Regions from separate parts of the Sus scrofa genome. Here all the other regions are linked to region 1. A link is a contact called in public Hi-C and HiChIP or PLAC-seq data. All regions are on one chromosome and are shown on one strand. Each heading gives the region's core, a stretch centred on a gene start, on an enhancer-like site or on the middle of the called end of the contact. The rest is flanking DNA. Distances are from core to core; before and after follow the strand shown.

Region 1 (4,512 bases), core at 1,306-3,805:
ACGGCAGTTTTCTTTCCTCCAGCATGACGACCGTGAAGGCGAAGGCAGTGAGAAGTGGGTGAGCCGGGGCCGGGGCCGAGGAGCCTTTCCCCGGGGCCGGGGCCGGTTCATGTTTCGGAAATCCAGCACCAGCCCCAAATGGGCCCACGACAAGTTCAGTGGGGAGGAAGGAGAGATCGAAGACGACGAGAGTGGGACAGAGAACCGAGAGGAGAAGGACAATTTGCAGCCCACAACTGAGTAGAGGCCACTCTTGATGGGAGCCCCTGCCCAAGGGAGAGAGGCGCTGGGAAGATGGCTGGTGAGGAGCTAGACAGAGGAGCCTCAAGAAGATTCTGAAAATCCCACCCCTACCCGCCCCCCCCCCACCAGCCATGTAAAATCCTACTGCAGCCGAAAGCATCCCTGGCGCTGTGTCCCACTGGACAGAGGCAGCTGGCCGTGGGGCCTGGGGTCAGGCCCAGCTCTTGAGCAGAACACACCATGTGGGGCTTTAGCTGTGTGTTTCTCATTTGTTGTTGGTGTGTGGGGTGGGGGCTGGGGTAGGGAGGGCAGAGTGATACTTGGATTTTGGTTTATTCCCTATTAGAAACCAACAGTTTTATTCTTCGTTTCATTTCATTTGGAGCTAAGAGGACTAATTTGATGATTTTCAATCTCTTCCCCCTTATCTTGATTTTTTAAAAGCCCTTCTCTTTTTTTTTTAGGCATATGTAGAAACATTAGCAGAAAGATTTAATTTGGGCGACTTTGATTCTTAAAGAGAAAACAAAAGCATGTGAATAAACATTGAAGTGTTCACCTCAGTTTGGGACCAAACTGCTTGGATCTTTGTAAAAAATCGGTTTTGTATGTCGAGGAGGAGTTCAAGGCCTTTCTGACCACCTTGTGTTCCCCTTTTCTGCGCAGCCATGTATCACGTGGTGTGCTCCTAACCACACCCTATGTGCACCCCCCCCCCATATTTTCTGATTTCTTCTGGGCTGGGCTTCCCCTTCTCCACCAGCAGCTCCAATATCCCAAACTTTCTAGTCCTGCTGATCCTCTCAGCAACAGGGGTGGAAACTGGATTGGCAGTTTCTGGTCTGTTTTCTAAGAAACTTCTGACTTCTATTATCTTTACAAATATAAGATGAGAAGATAATTTTTTCAATATTTTTTATTAATCTTTTTATAAAATGAAAAGAAACTCCTATGATTGATTAAGGAAGGTGGTTATGGCTGGGTGGTTTGTGGGGGTTTTTTGTTTTGTTTTTTTCTTTTTCTTTTTTTTTTTTTTTTTTTAACCTTAAGCTTTAAGTTGAAACATTCTCAGATGTTTGGGGGGGAAACATCATCTTACAATGGGTCCTTGTGCTTGCCTTCTGGGGAGGCGGTCCTGAGCAGGTGAATCATATGGCATTTATGCATATGTAATATGCGGACTGCACCCACCTCTTCCCCCCTCGACCTTTGCCTCTTGGGTTGTTGCGCTACTTTCCCCTTACTTTGCTACATTTCTATAGTTAAGTTGGTTTTACTTGAATGATTCATGTTTAGGGAAGAAAATGAAAAAATGCCCTTAAAATTTGTTTCAACTCCTCCTGCAAATAAAAAAATAAATGAAGTGGCAGATGTAAATGGGCTGTGGTCATTGTCACCCTGGGAGTGTGTGTGTGTGTGGCAGAGAGGGGTTGGGGGGAGCTTCAGGGAACCTGAGAGACAAAATGTCTGCGGGCGGCACCTAGGCTGTTGCTCAGCCCCACACTCAGTTCTAGGAGGAGCCTCAGCCACCCGTGTTCCTCATTTCCCATTCCAATGGTTTTGCTTCATATCCTGTACCTTGGACACCCTAGGAGAGCAACATTTTTTCACTCTGGTGTCATAAGCAAGGACTTTGACAGTGGTGGGGCAGAGCTCGAGAGGTGCTGATAACAAGCTGGGCCTTCTGTGTTCACCACTGAGCAGGAAGAGGGCCTGAAAGCCTATCCCACAAGGGACTGGCGCGAGGCTTTGCCAGCTCTGGCCTTAGCTAAGAAAGCAAGAACCTTGAAAGTTTCTGAAGTTCCTTTCTTCCTGCCTCCCCCCACTGAGAATCCGGAGGTGTACTCTGAAACCAAACTAAGTCCCCGTCACCCGAGGAAGGGTGATTGCGCTTTTTTTCGTCTTCCCGTGAAGGGAGTCCTGGGAGGAATATGCCTCCCTGAGAAAGTAGCGATAGCTCTGTGCAGACCAAAGCAACCACCCTCGCCGCCCAGGACCCGCCTTAGAAAGAGCGGTTGCTGCCTGCTAGGGGACCCCACCCTGGTATGTAGGCCCCACCCACCTTACCCCTGCCGCTAAAATCTTGCCAGCTGGGTGAGGGTAGGCCAGGGAAGGCTGTGGGCTAAGGGTGGGACGAACCCTCAGGGCCAAGGTTGGGAAAAGGAGAGGGGGGAGGTGGCAGGACTGAAATTCAGGTGACTATAGACAAACGAACATATGGGGGAGCTGTGGCTCCGGCACTGGCCAGAGACCCTGGAGTCCTCAGGCCCGGGCTGGGGGCCGAACCTGCTGAGCCAGGCCGCCCCCTCTCCCACACCTACTCCTTGCACCTGGAGCCCGACCTATCGGCTCGCGTCTCCGCCTCCTTGGCTTCACAATCTCGCGGCTTGTCCCAGCCGTCCCGGACCCAGTACTCGTCTGCGAGCGGACCACGCCGTCCTTGCTGGGCTCTGGAAGGCGCCCCGGAAGCCATGGGTACGTGCAGAGGGTTTGGGGGTGGCTCCTCTATGCAACCGCGTGGAAATGGCGATAAAAACTACACCCTCATCCCATTCTCCATACGGGGCCTGGAACTCGCGCTACGGCCAGTCTGCCAGCCTGGGCCCTTCTGAGCCGGTCTCCGCGCCATCCTCCTTCCTCCCGCAGAGGTGCTGGTCCTGGCCGGATACCGCGCGCAGAAGGACGATGAGTTGAGCCTGGCGCCCGGGGACGTGGTCCGGCAGGTGTGCAAGGGCCCGGCACGGGGCTGGCTGCGTGGAGAGCTGGGGGACCATTGTGGCCTCTTCCCCGAGTGCCTGGTGCAGGTGAGGCCGGGCTAGAGGTCGGGCGAGGGACGTGGGGGGCGGGGGGCGGACCTCAGCACGCGCCCCCGGGAGCTGAGAGCCCCCCTTCCGGTGCGCTCTTTCGCAGGAAATCCCAGAGACTCTGCGTTGTTCCGGGGAGGTGCCGAGACCACGCTGTGCCCGCCGCCGAGGTGAGCGCTGGGGCCGGTGGGCAGGCGCGCGTAGCCTTGGCTGCGAAGTGCCCACTGCTCGCCTTGTCTGGGGCGGGGCCGCTCGGCTGCTCTGCGGTCCGTGATTGGCTCTCAAGTACAATGCTCCGCCCTGGGGCGGGGCCTGGAGGTAACTGGGTCGCGCTCGCGGCCCGCCCCTCCCCCAGCTCTGCTGTCTGGGGCTGAAGGCTCAAGCAGCCTGCCTTTCCGACCCCAGGTCACCCCACCAAATTTCCAGGCCCCCCAAGATGGTGCAAAGTGAGTTTCAACTACAGCCCGGAGCAGGCGGACGAGCTGAAGCTGCAAACTGGGGAGATTGTGGAAGTCATAAAGGAGGTGAGCGGATGAGGAGATGAGAGGGTTTGGAAGGAGATCATGGAGCAAGTCTCTGGGTGAGGGGACGTGGGTGCAGTATGGTGTGGGTGATGGGAGTGGTGAGGAGCGCAGAAATGGGAAAGAGGGGGAACAAGGGAGGAGAGGGGTCGTTGGACAGAACTGGGGTGAACCAAGATGTAAGAGTCCCAGGGAGACCCTTGGGGCAGAACCAGATGCCCCTGCGTCCTACCCTCTCCCCAGATTGAGGACGGCTGGTGGCTGGGGAAGAAGAACGGGCAGCTGGGAGCCTTCCCATCCAACTTTGTGGAGTTGCTGGACAGTGGGCCCCCAAGTGAGACCTGGAACCTGTGTCCCTGTGAACCCCTGTGATCAGACTCTACAGTCTCCAATGACCCTTCCCAGTGGCCTGAGCCTGTGATCCGCATGTCCTGCCCCATGACCCCTTTGACCTCTCCCATGATCTAAACTGGATTAGCACCCCCCTAACCTCACTATCCCTCACCAGGCCTTGTTAACCCAGACATGCCTTCAATCAGCCTTGGCCCCCAACGGCCTCCCAAGGTAAACTGGGTGTAGTGGGCAAAGAAGTGGTAAGTTCCCCTTAGGGGGATTGGAGGCTCATCTTGTTCCTCCCCCTGCCCCCATTAGTTGAGCAGCTTGACCTATGACAGCCCTCCAGACTACCTGCGGACAGGTGAGCACCCAGCCAAAGGGTCCACAGTATCCCCTCCTCCAAGCCAGCCTGACTTGGGGGGAGGGGGGAGAAACGCAGCTAGGCTGATGGAGGAGGGAGCCGATAACTTATTTGGGGGGGGCCTTTGGCTTCAGGGAACTGACCTCCCCTCAGTCTCCCATCCTGAGACTTACAGGGTCCTGTTTGACTACCATCCCGAGGCCCCAGATGAGTTGGCACTGCGGAGGGGGGACGAGGTGAAAGTACT
Region 2 (4,512 bases), core at 983-3,482, 93 kb after region 1:
CTTAATCGGATTCGTTAACCACTGTGCCACGATGGGAACTCCCAACCTACTTTTTCTGATTCACCTTCTGCTCTTTCCCTTCAGCTTCCTACCCTATCCGCATCCAACAAATGCACCCAGGAAGTCAAGTCCTTTTTTGCCTCTGTGCCTTTGCACATACTAAACTCTGCCAAGAATGTTTTTCCCCTTCCTCTGCTTGGCAAACTCCAAGACCCAGCTCAGTTGCCAACTCCTTCAATCCACCGGTGCAAAGTCAGCTGCCGCGTCCTCCATTAGAGAATGCATGACATGGCACCAGAATGACCTGTGCACCTGTTCATGTTTCTATGACGCTAAGGACAGACTCCAGGTCTTATGCTCCATTTTTGGGTCCCCACACTTACCACAGTACCTATCACCTCAATGGAGACGGAAATAGAAAGAACACCCACCTCAAACATATTTGGTTCTGAGGAGGGTCACAAGACATAATGAATGCCAAAGTGCTCTGTAAACTGTAAAGCACTGTACAAGTCTTGGTGAATGACTACTGCTGTTGGTTTGGGGGAGACTGTCTAATCCCAAAGACATCATGCTTTGACCTCCTTCTGCTCTTTCTTTCTTTCTTTCTTTCTTTCCTTCCTTCTTTCCTTCCTTCCTTCCTTCCTTCTTCCTTCCTTCCTTCCTTTCTTCCTTTCTTTCTTTTTTTGTTTCCCAGCAGCATATGGAGTTCCCAGGCCAGGGATCAGATCTGAGCTGGATGTGCAATTTATACCACAGCTGTGGCAACTCAGGATCCTCTAACCCACTGTGCTGTACTGGGCTGGGGATCAAACCTATGTCCTGGCACTGCAGAGATGCTGCCGTTCCCGTTGTGCCACAGCAGGAACTCCACCCTCTAGTTTCTTAACAGTCTTTTCTTTTTCTTTGGGCCGCACCCGTGGCACATGGAGATTCCCAGGCTAGGAGTCAAATTGGAGCTGTAGCCGCTGGCCTACACCACAGCGACAGCAACGCCAGATCTGAGCTGAATCTGCAATCTTCACCACAGCTCGCAGCAATGCCAGATCCTTAACCCACGGAGTGAGGCCAGGGATCGAACCTGTGTCCTCACGGATGTTAGTCAGATTTGTTTCTGCTGAACCGCAATGGGAACTCCTCAACAGTCTTTTCTTCATATGATTATCTGGACTTCCAGTTCTCTTGCTGAACTGTGCTTTGCTCAATAAAACATTAGAACTATTTTTGGAAGGTCTCCAGAAGGTTCAGGCTATTGAATACCACTGGATTCTTCTTTAACTAAGTTATTGAATTGGCCGGTATTTGGTTTGTGATCTTTATGTCTATGAGTGTTACTGGTTTACAATGGTTATTAATTACTGTTTTTTTAAAGGCCACACCTGCGGCATATGGAGGTTCCCAGGCTAGGGGTTAAATTGAAGCTGCAGCTGCTGGCCTACGCCACAGCCACAGCAACGCCAGATCCTTAACCCAGTGAGTGAGGCCAGCGATCAAAGCAGCATCCTCATGGATACTAGTCGAGTTCTTTACTGCTGAGCCGTGGTGGGAACGCCACACAATGGTTATTTTTTGATTCTTATCACACTGAGGATTTTTGCATATGTCTTTAAAGAAACAGGTTTGACACATACTCCTCCTCTTCATCAGTGGTGAAGAGATTCAACCGGAATCCTGACTCAGGGCCACAGGGTTTCTTAATTTCCATCCCTCCCATCAGCCTGGCCAAGAGATTCAGCTCTTCTTTAGCAAGAGGGTTTGGAGCAGTGTATTCCTGCAGAAACAATTTCATGATTTTTAGCCACACGAAGGGGATCACATTTCCTGCTGAGAACCCAGAGACCCAGGGTGGAATTACAGAACAGGGCAAAACAATAACTGTTTCAATGATTTCTGGGAAGAACTGGGCCCAAATGAAGCAGAGAAAACAGGCTTAACCAAAAAAGAAATAATCCATGCCAGAAGCAGAGGGACGCTAGCAAAGCGACAGATCAGAGAGTTGCACTCTTTCAAGATGGGCGGAAGGCCCCAGGGACCCCCATTCTCCTCAAAACAGAAACAGAAAGAATCAAACAAAAAACAGCTTTCCTCCCTGAAGGAGAAGCAAGCTGCTTCCTCTTCAGGCCTTCTAGTTCCCCCAGCCTTTGTAAGCCGCCTGGGTGAAGGCTCCAGGTCCAAGGACCTACCACACTGCCCTCAGGTGGTGATCCATGAAAACACACCCCCGAAATCCTTTCCTGCCTGTGGCTCCCTCCCTCAACTCCTGCGCCCCCTGCAGGCTTCACGCCTCCTCACAACTGGCGCTCTCTAAACCAGCCTTCCCCAGCTTTGCCTCTTCCATCACTCTGCTGCCAGCCGAACTACGGTTCTCATCTCACTTCTTCCTTGCTTGAGACACATGCCACCGCCTCCTGCCTGAAGGATAGAATCCATATTGTTTAAGCCCTTTCTGAAACAGGGCCCCACGGCTCTGACCAGTTGAATCTCTGGCCGCTGCCTCTATTGTGTTAGGATCTAGCCACGTGGGTGGGGCGCTGCCTCCCCGCCTCCCCCAGACACTATGCCCCCAGGAGCCTTTACTGGTACTGGCTTTCTATGCTGACTTATCCTCCTTCACCTCCTCGGAAAATCTTTCTTGTTCCCTGTCCCCTGCTCCTACTCCCCTGGACAAGACACAGCACTGACACATGCTCTGACACAGCACTTTACTCAGAATGCCCAGTGAGCTTTTCTTTTCTTTTTCTTTAGGGCCAAACCTGCGGCATATGGAAGTTCCCAGGCTAGGAGTCAAATCCGAGCTGCAGCTGCCAGCCTACGCCACAGCCACAGAACTCGACACGTCTTTGACCTACGACCTACATGACACTGTGTCTTCCACCTACAACACTGCTCAGGATGCTGGATTCCTAACCCACTGAGCAGGGCCAGAGATCACACTTGCGTCCTCTTGGATAGCAGTTGGGTTGGTTGCCGCTGAGTCCCAAGAGGAACTCCTCCAGCAAGCTTTTCTTCTGCCATGTTATAGTTATTTGTTCTTATTGCGGCTTTTCCCAGAGGACTATGAGCCACTTCAGGATGACACCACATCTAAACCGGCTCTGTGCCTGGGTACCTTGCCCACAGAAGTTTGCTGAATAACTGAATATTCCGGGATCAAACCCACGCCATAGCCGTGACAACGCCACATAGTGACAACGCTAGATCCTTAACCGGCTGAGCCACCAGGGAAGTCCGCAAAACCGTATTTTGAACTTAGCTTCTACATCAGTATTCAAGGAAGCATCGAAAAGGGGAGTTTTGATGATCAGAATACCCATAAGGGCTGAACCCAGCAACCGAGGGCCTTGTAACACTGGCACCATGCTGTGTCACATGTCCTGGTGTGTGGTTCCTGTTTAATTATGGTGGTGGAGCCAAGCCTAAAATTACCTAATTAGTCAGATCGCTGGAAGTCTCCATGAGGAGCCGTAATTAACAACCTGTGTACTGGTAAGGCGGAATGGAGACGCTTGCAAACAATGAGGATAATGTTGACCAGCTCTGAAATCTAGAGTTCCCACCCTTCTCCCCGTCCAGATTTCTGTATCTAGAAATAAACTTGGAAGACACATAAGGGAGGCAGAAGCTTACTTGCGTCCGTGCAGCTGCGTTCTTCGATGCTCCGGACATATGGGTTTCCACGGGCCGGTTCACACTGTACCTGGTGGCAACAGAAAACCATGAAAACGTTGTCCCTTTTTACCAGGATTTCCTTCTCACATGTAAACAGAGTGCATAGCTTTTCTGCTGAGGCATTAAAAAGCATCCAGAAAGGGGCTGGGAATACAGAATACAACTAAGTGGGTGTCAACCACTCAAATTTCGATTCTTCCCAAATCATAACACTGGGACGCTCTGTGGAAATGCTTCCTCTTACAAAGCAATGTGTATCGCTGAAAAAAATGTGATCGGAGGAGTTCTGCTGTGGCTCAGTGGTAACAAACCCGACTGATATCCATGAGGATGTGGGTTCGATCTCTGGCCTTGCTCAGTAGGTTAAGGATCTGGCATTGCTGTGGCTGCGGTGTAGGCTGGCAGCTACCATTCTGATTCAATCCCTAGTTTATGCTACGTGTGCAGCCTGAAAAAGACAAAAAAATAAAATAAAAAAAATAGAAAGCGATCCATACATGAAGGCCAAACCCTTTTGGATCTCCCTTGCAACAAAGATTTCGGTTAGTTCTCTTGCATGGATATTTAAAATTATTCATTGCTACTCAGCCAAGAACAAAATAACGCCATTTGCGGCAACATGGATGGAACTAGAGCCTCTCATACTATGTGAGGTAAGTTAGGAAGAGAAAGGCAAACATACCATAAGAAATCACTTATATCTGGAATCTAATATATGGCACAAACAAACCTTTCCACAGAAAAGAAACTCATGGACTTGGAGAAGAGACTTGTGGTTGCCAAGGGGGAGGGGGAGGGGGAGGGAGTGGGATGGACTATGGGTCTGGGGTTAAAAGATGCAAA
Region 3 (4,512 bases), core at 574-3,073, 71 kb after region 1:
CCAGACTGCCTGGATCTCAGGAATAAACAACCGGCACAGCAGGGCTACTAAGGAGCACTGGCCCAGCTTGAAGGCACTGTTTACAAACAAGGATTCTTTTGGCCTTACAATTACATATCCTGCTCTTCCTTAGCTAATGCAAAGCCAAGCCAAGAAGGAAAGTGCCCAGCCCAGAGTGACTACCCTCTTCTTCACTGCTCTCAAAACTGAGCAAAGCCAACCGGTTTCCTCCTGTGACTTAACACAGCACAAAGTCTATCCTGCCAGCGAAGGCGGCTGTCATCTCTTCCTTCCGCCAAAAAACGGGCATCAAACCTAGGGAGTGGGGGTGAGAGAGAAATCCCAATGTCCCTACCTACGGGCTGAAAGGTGGGGCCAAGTGGTGTGGGAATGGGCGGGCCTGATAAGGCATGGCAGGTGAAACAGTGACCATAGCAGCAGGCTCTCTCCTTGGAAAAGGCTAACCAAACGTAGCACCGGCAAGCACAGGTAGCTCAGACTCGCACCTGTATGCCGCCCGGAATTCGAAAATTCCCCAATAGCGATGGTGCCCGTGCCAGCGGGTTAGGGTTCCTGGAGGAAGCCCTGGCTGGTCCTCCCTGGGGACTCGTTCCAACTTCCAAGTCACTCTCGGGATCAGGAGGGCAGCATGGAGAGGCAGAGGGCGTCTTTTGGGAAAAATCTGGCTGGTTCAAATCCGGCACCTTCACTGACTGGCGGAGTGACTCCGGACTAGGCTGGCAGTGCCACCTCCCAGGGTTGCGGGGGGACCGAGACTCTCCACAGCCGTCCGGTACTCGGCACCCGGGAAGGGCAGACCCGGTAGAGGACCGGGTATTCGCTGTTGCCGTTTCTGTTGCAGCCGGACAGCCTCAGGCTGTCACCCTGGTCCCCGCGCCACAGCCCCCGAGGCCCGCCCCGCCAACCTGCACCCCCCCCCCGGCGCCCGACTCCCCGCTCCAGAGCCCCTCTCTCACCTTCCCCCGGTGCTCAGCGCTACTCGCCCATAGTCCGTAGCCCGGAGCCGGGGCTGCTCGGCGCTCCGTCCCGGGGGGCCGGGGCCGGGCCGGGGGCGTGGGAGCCGCTCACCGTCGCCTCTCAGCACAGCAGCCCCATCCGCCACCACCGCCGCCGCCTCCCTCCATGGCTGCGGCGCCGCCACCTGACAACGGAAGTGACGCACCGCCCCCTCCTCCCGGGCCGAGCCACAGCCCCGCCCCTCGCTGGTGTCTACCGCCCAAGGCGCAGGGATTGGGCGCCATCTTGACGATGGGCGGAAGCCTTCAGGCAAGAGGCCAGAATCCGACGGAGGATTGGTTAAGGGCGGGGCCCTGGCCGAAACCTGGGGAACGATTGGAGGCCTAGACTCTAAGGGGCGGTACTTACCGCTTATCTATGTCAGCTGTGAGCCAGGCCAGGAGGCACCGCTCCCGCCCCGACTTCACTGAGCCTCTGGTGCCCTACACTTGCCCTCCCGGGCTTGGAGACGTGTCCAGCAGTCTGAAGATCGGCCAGCTGTAGTGTATTTATCAAAAAAGTGATTCTTCCTTGACCCCCATTTCTCGGTTTCTGGAGTCCTGAGCGGAGAGCGCTGCCGTGAGGTTCAATCAATGACTGGAATTCCTGTCGCAGCCCTCACAATTCATTTCCCTCTGGGCCCCTCGGTTTTTTAGAAACCCCGCTTCAATCTGAAGATCTCTGGAGTCTTGACCAAGGAGGTTTACAGTAAAGAGTTCCTATTAGCTATTCCAGCCACCTAACCTCAGCCCCTCCTGCAGCAGTTTCGGTCCCTTTCTCCTCCTCCTCCAGCAACCACGCCCTCCATGAATCAGCTTCTTGCACCAGCAGATGAGCCCTTTAAAGGGATTGCATCAGGCTGGTGACTCACTGCGGCCCTTTGAGAGCCTGGCTTCCCTCTGCTGGTTTGCAGAAGCAGCTAAAAGGGCTCCGTCGCAGCAGCACTAGCGACCAGGGCTCTATTCCTTTGTCTCCGAGGTGTGAGCCAGGGTGTTTGCCGCGTCTGACTGTTGCGTCTGACTGTTTAACTCCGGGGGTGTCATTCTGTATCCCTGTGTGGGCACACGTGTTCAATCCTGTGTGCATTGCTGCGTTTCCCTAGGGTGTGTGGCTGGCACTTATCTGTCATTGCCTACACAGGCAGTACTAGGACGGGAGAGTTGGTGTGAGTCTGGCTACTTCCTCCTGTGTCCATCTCTTTGTCTCTGAGTGCCTGGTGCACGCTGAGCTGACAGGGCTGAATAACAATAATAAAGAGAGCTCCCACTGTGCTGTCACATACTATGTTAAGCACTTTAGAGACATCAGCCATTAAGGGTCTGTGAATAGATGGAGAAGCTTGAGCTCCAAGAGGGAAAGTAACCTGTCCAAAGACACACAGCTAATAACGGCAGGGCTGTGATTTGAACCAAGACTGGCAGATGCCGAAAAGTTTGGATTTGAGTCCTTGCTGTATCCCTTACAAGGTGAGTGACTGTGTGCAAGTTCTCTAACCTTCTCTGTCAAAGTAGAGGTAACATTTGGTGGGATCAAGTGGGTTAAGAATCTGACTGCAGTCGCTCAGGTCGCTGTGGAGGCTTGGGTTTGATCCCCAGCCTGGTGCAGTAGGTTAAACGACCCAGCAGCTGAAGCCTGGATTCATTCCCGGCCTGGGAACTTCTGTATGCTGCAGGTGAGGCCATTTAAAAAAAAAAAAAAAGAATGCTCATAGTTACTGAGCAGTGGAAGGCTGAAAGTCAAGTACAAGGAAGCCTGGCCCAGCCTGGCCCCGCAAGCTCCTCTCTCTGACAAAGGGAAAAGCCTAGGGATTCCGGAAGCCCTGACTCTGACAGGAATGAGTGTTGGGTTTTCCAGAGCTCTAATTATCAGCTAGATGAATCACTTGGAGCTGACACCACCATCCCACCCCCAAGAGGCTCTCAGCAGATTCAAAATAGAGAATTTTAACAAAGAGGAGGAAGAGAAAGAGGAGAGTAGAAGAGGTAATGAATAGAAAGGAAAGGTGCCAGTCAGAGGAAATGAAAAATTGTCACCAGGACACCAACATGAGACCTCTCTCTCTCTCTCTCTCACACACACACACACCACACACACACACACACACACGGTGACATGCTCTCCTGCTGGCTCTCTAACTCTGGGCATACTAGCAGACAGCACTGCCATAACAAAGTGATGCCTGTCACAACAGCATGAGATGGTTGCTTGATGAGGTACAGGCAGATCTGCCTATCACAGAAGGAGAGGAGGAGACCTTCAACCCCAGGGAACGTCCTTAGGCTTCTGAAACAGAGCAAACCCTTCCCACTGGCTGGCTTCTGCCTTCTCTTTGTGGCCTAGCCCCTAAACCCGAGGTAAGGCAAGTTCTGAGTGCCAGGCCCACACCGGGTGGCTGGGTACCACCACTGTGATGAGCAGAGGCACTGCTTATCTTACCCTGTCACCAGTGTCAGGACTGCTGGGAGGCACACCAGTGTAGTGTCATAGTTGAGAGCATAGAGTTTGAGAAATACAAGTTCAAATCCTCACTGCTGTACACTGGCTCTTTGACCTTGAGCAAGTCACTTAACCTCTCTGAGGCTGTTTGGTCATCTGTAAAATGGGGCTACTAATACACATCCCCCGGCAGTTGTCATGATGAAATGCAATGATTCTTTCATGCCACAAAGATGTATGGAGTGGCTGTTACGTGCAGAACGTGGAACTGGGTGCTAGAGATCAAGTGGGACTGAAGAGACCACAGCTCTGCCCTCCTGGGGCATGTAAAGCCCCTAGCACAGGGCCTGGCAGACAATGAGAGTCAACAAGTGGGAGCTATTTATGATGACTATCTGGTGCTCTGCCATTACCTTAATCATGGGACCCGGGGTTGGGGGGGAACCCTCATCCTTCCCCCTGAGGAAAGTAGGCCTCAGTTCCCTCCACTGTAAAATGGCAAGAGTTGAACTGGGTCATTGGTTCCTAACCTTCTTACTTGAAAGCTTCTATTAGTATTTTCCATCCACGTGAGCCTCCTATCTGGTAAGATTTTTTATCTCCTGTACAACCTGCATCAAGTCATTTCTTCCTTTTTCATTCTGGCCTCATTTTATAGCCAATGGAGTTTGTGATCTGGAGCAGCAAGCCAGTAGGGCCACCATGCTTGCTGCTGCTATAATTCCGGCCTGATGCAAAGACCAAGCCCGTCTGGTTAACCCTTCATACACTATGTGCTGTTTCCCTGGTCCTTCTGGAACATTAAATGAGAACTCAAGGGACCCCTGCTGTGCCCCCCCCCCACCCAGGGACCCTTCAGTGGAGGGTGCCAGATGGGAACTCATTGAACTGGATGTTCTCCTTCAAGTCCCATCCAGCTGAGAGCTGGAGACACTGCCTCACTTGTGTGACCCCCAGGGAAGATGGGAACCTCAAGCCGAAGGCCACCCAGCCCTCCTCAGAGCCCCCTGGACTCTTCTCTCCAGGACTCGGAGGGGAGAGAGGGGCATGCAACACTAC

The links. A called contact is a pair of places that touch in the nucleus more often than the background predicts. HiChIP or PLAC-seq counts read pairs in DNA pulled down with a chosen protein or histone mark.
Region 2: a contact with region 1 is called in a Hi-C map of brain, with 5 times the contacts expected there. The contact joins the enhancer-like site here to the promoter of SH3D21 in region 1. A contact is called at or near these places in 2 of 5 promoter capture datasets (fetal liver and liver), 7 of 47 Hi-C or Micro-C datasets (brain, embryonic fibroblasts, fetal heart ventricle and 2 more) and 2 of 2 datasets of contacts at active chromatin or transcription factors (alveolar macrophages and skeletal muscle).
Region 3: a contact with region 1 is called in an H3K27ac HiChIP or PLAC-seq map of alveolar macrophages. The contact joins the promoter of STK40 here to the promoter of SH3D21 in region 1. A contact is called at or near these places in 2 of 5 promoter capture datasets (fetal skeletal muscle and liver), 7 of 47 Hi-C or Micro-C datasets (embryonic fibroblasts, fetal liver, heart right ventricle and 2 more) and 2 of 2 datasets of contacts at active chromatin or transcription factors (alveolar macrophages and skeletal muscle).

What each region holds. Positions count from the first base shown.
Region 1 is chr6:92,410,716-92,415,227 of Sscrofa11.1, forward strand. It overlaps SH3D21 (SH3 domain-containing protein 21), which reads left to right and starts at 2,556. Exons shown (of 17, transcript XM_021095933.1): 1 at 2,556-2,718; 2 at 2,890-3,047; 3 at 3,154-3,217; 4 at 3,474-3,571; 5 at 3,812-3,902; 6 at 4,077-4,132; 7 at 4,220-4,265; 8 at 4,419-4,512. The coding sequence starts at 2,715. It overlaps THRAP3 (thyroid hormone receptor-associated protein 3), which reads left to right. Exons shown (of 12, transcript XM_021095929.1): 12 at 23-1,620. The coding sequence ends at 244.
Region 2 is chr6:92,503,704-92,508,215 of Sscrofa11.1, forward strand. It overlaps OSCP1 (protein OSCP1), which reads right to left. Exons shown (of 11, transcript XM_021095954.1): 8 at 3,628-3,697; 9 at 1,632-1,771. Among named protein-coding and RNA genes, the nearest start is that of LSM10, 9.1 kb to the left of the region's middle. Within about 2 kb of position 2,233, at least 29 of the 83 cell types and tissues checked have an H3K27ac peak or open chromatin away from gene starts, as enhancers often do. A contact at or near this core is called in alveolar macrophages, brain, embryonic fibroblasts and 1 more, where this site is marked.
Region 3 is chr6:92,482,540-92,487,051 of Sscrofa11.1, forward strand. STK40 (serine/threonine-protein kinase 40) reads right to left here and starts at 1,824. Exons shown (of 11, transcript XM_021095940.1): 1 at 1,387-1,824.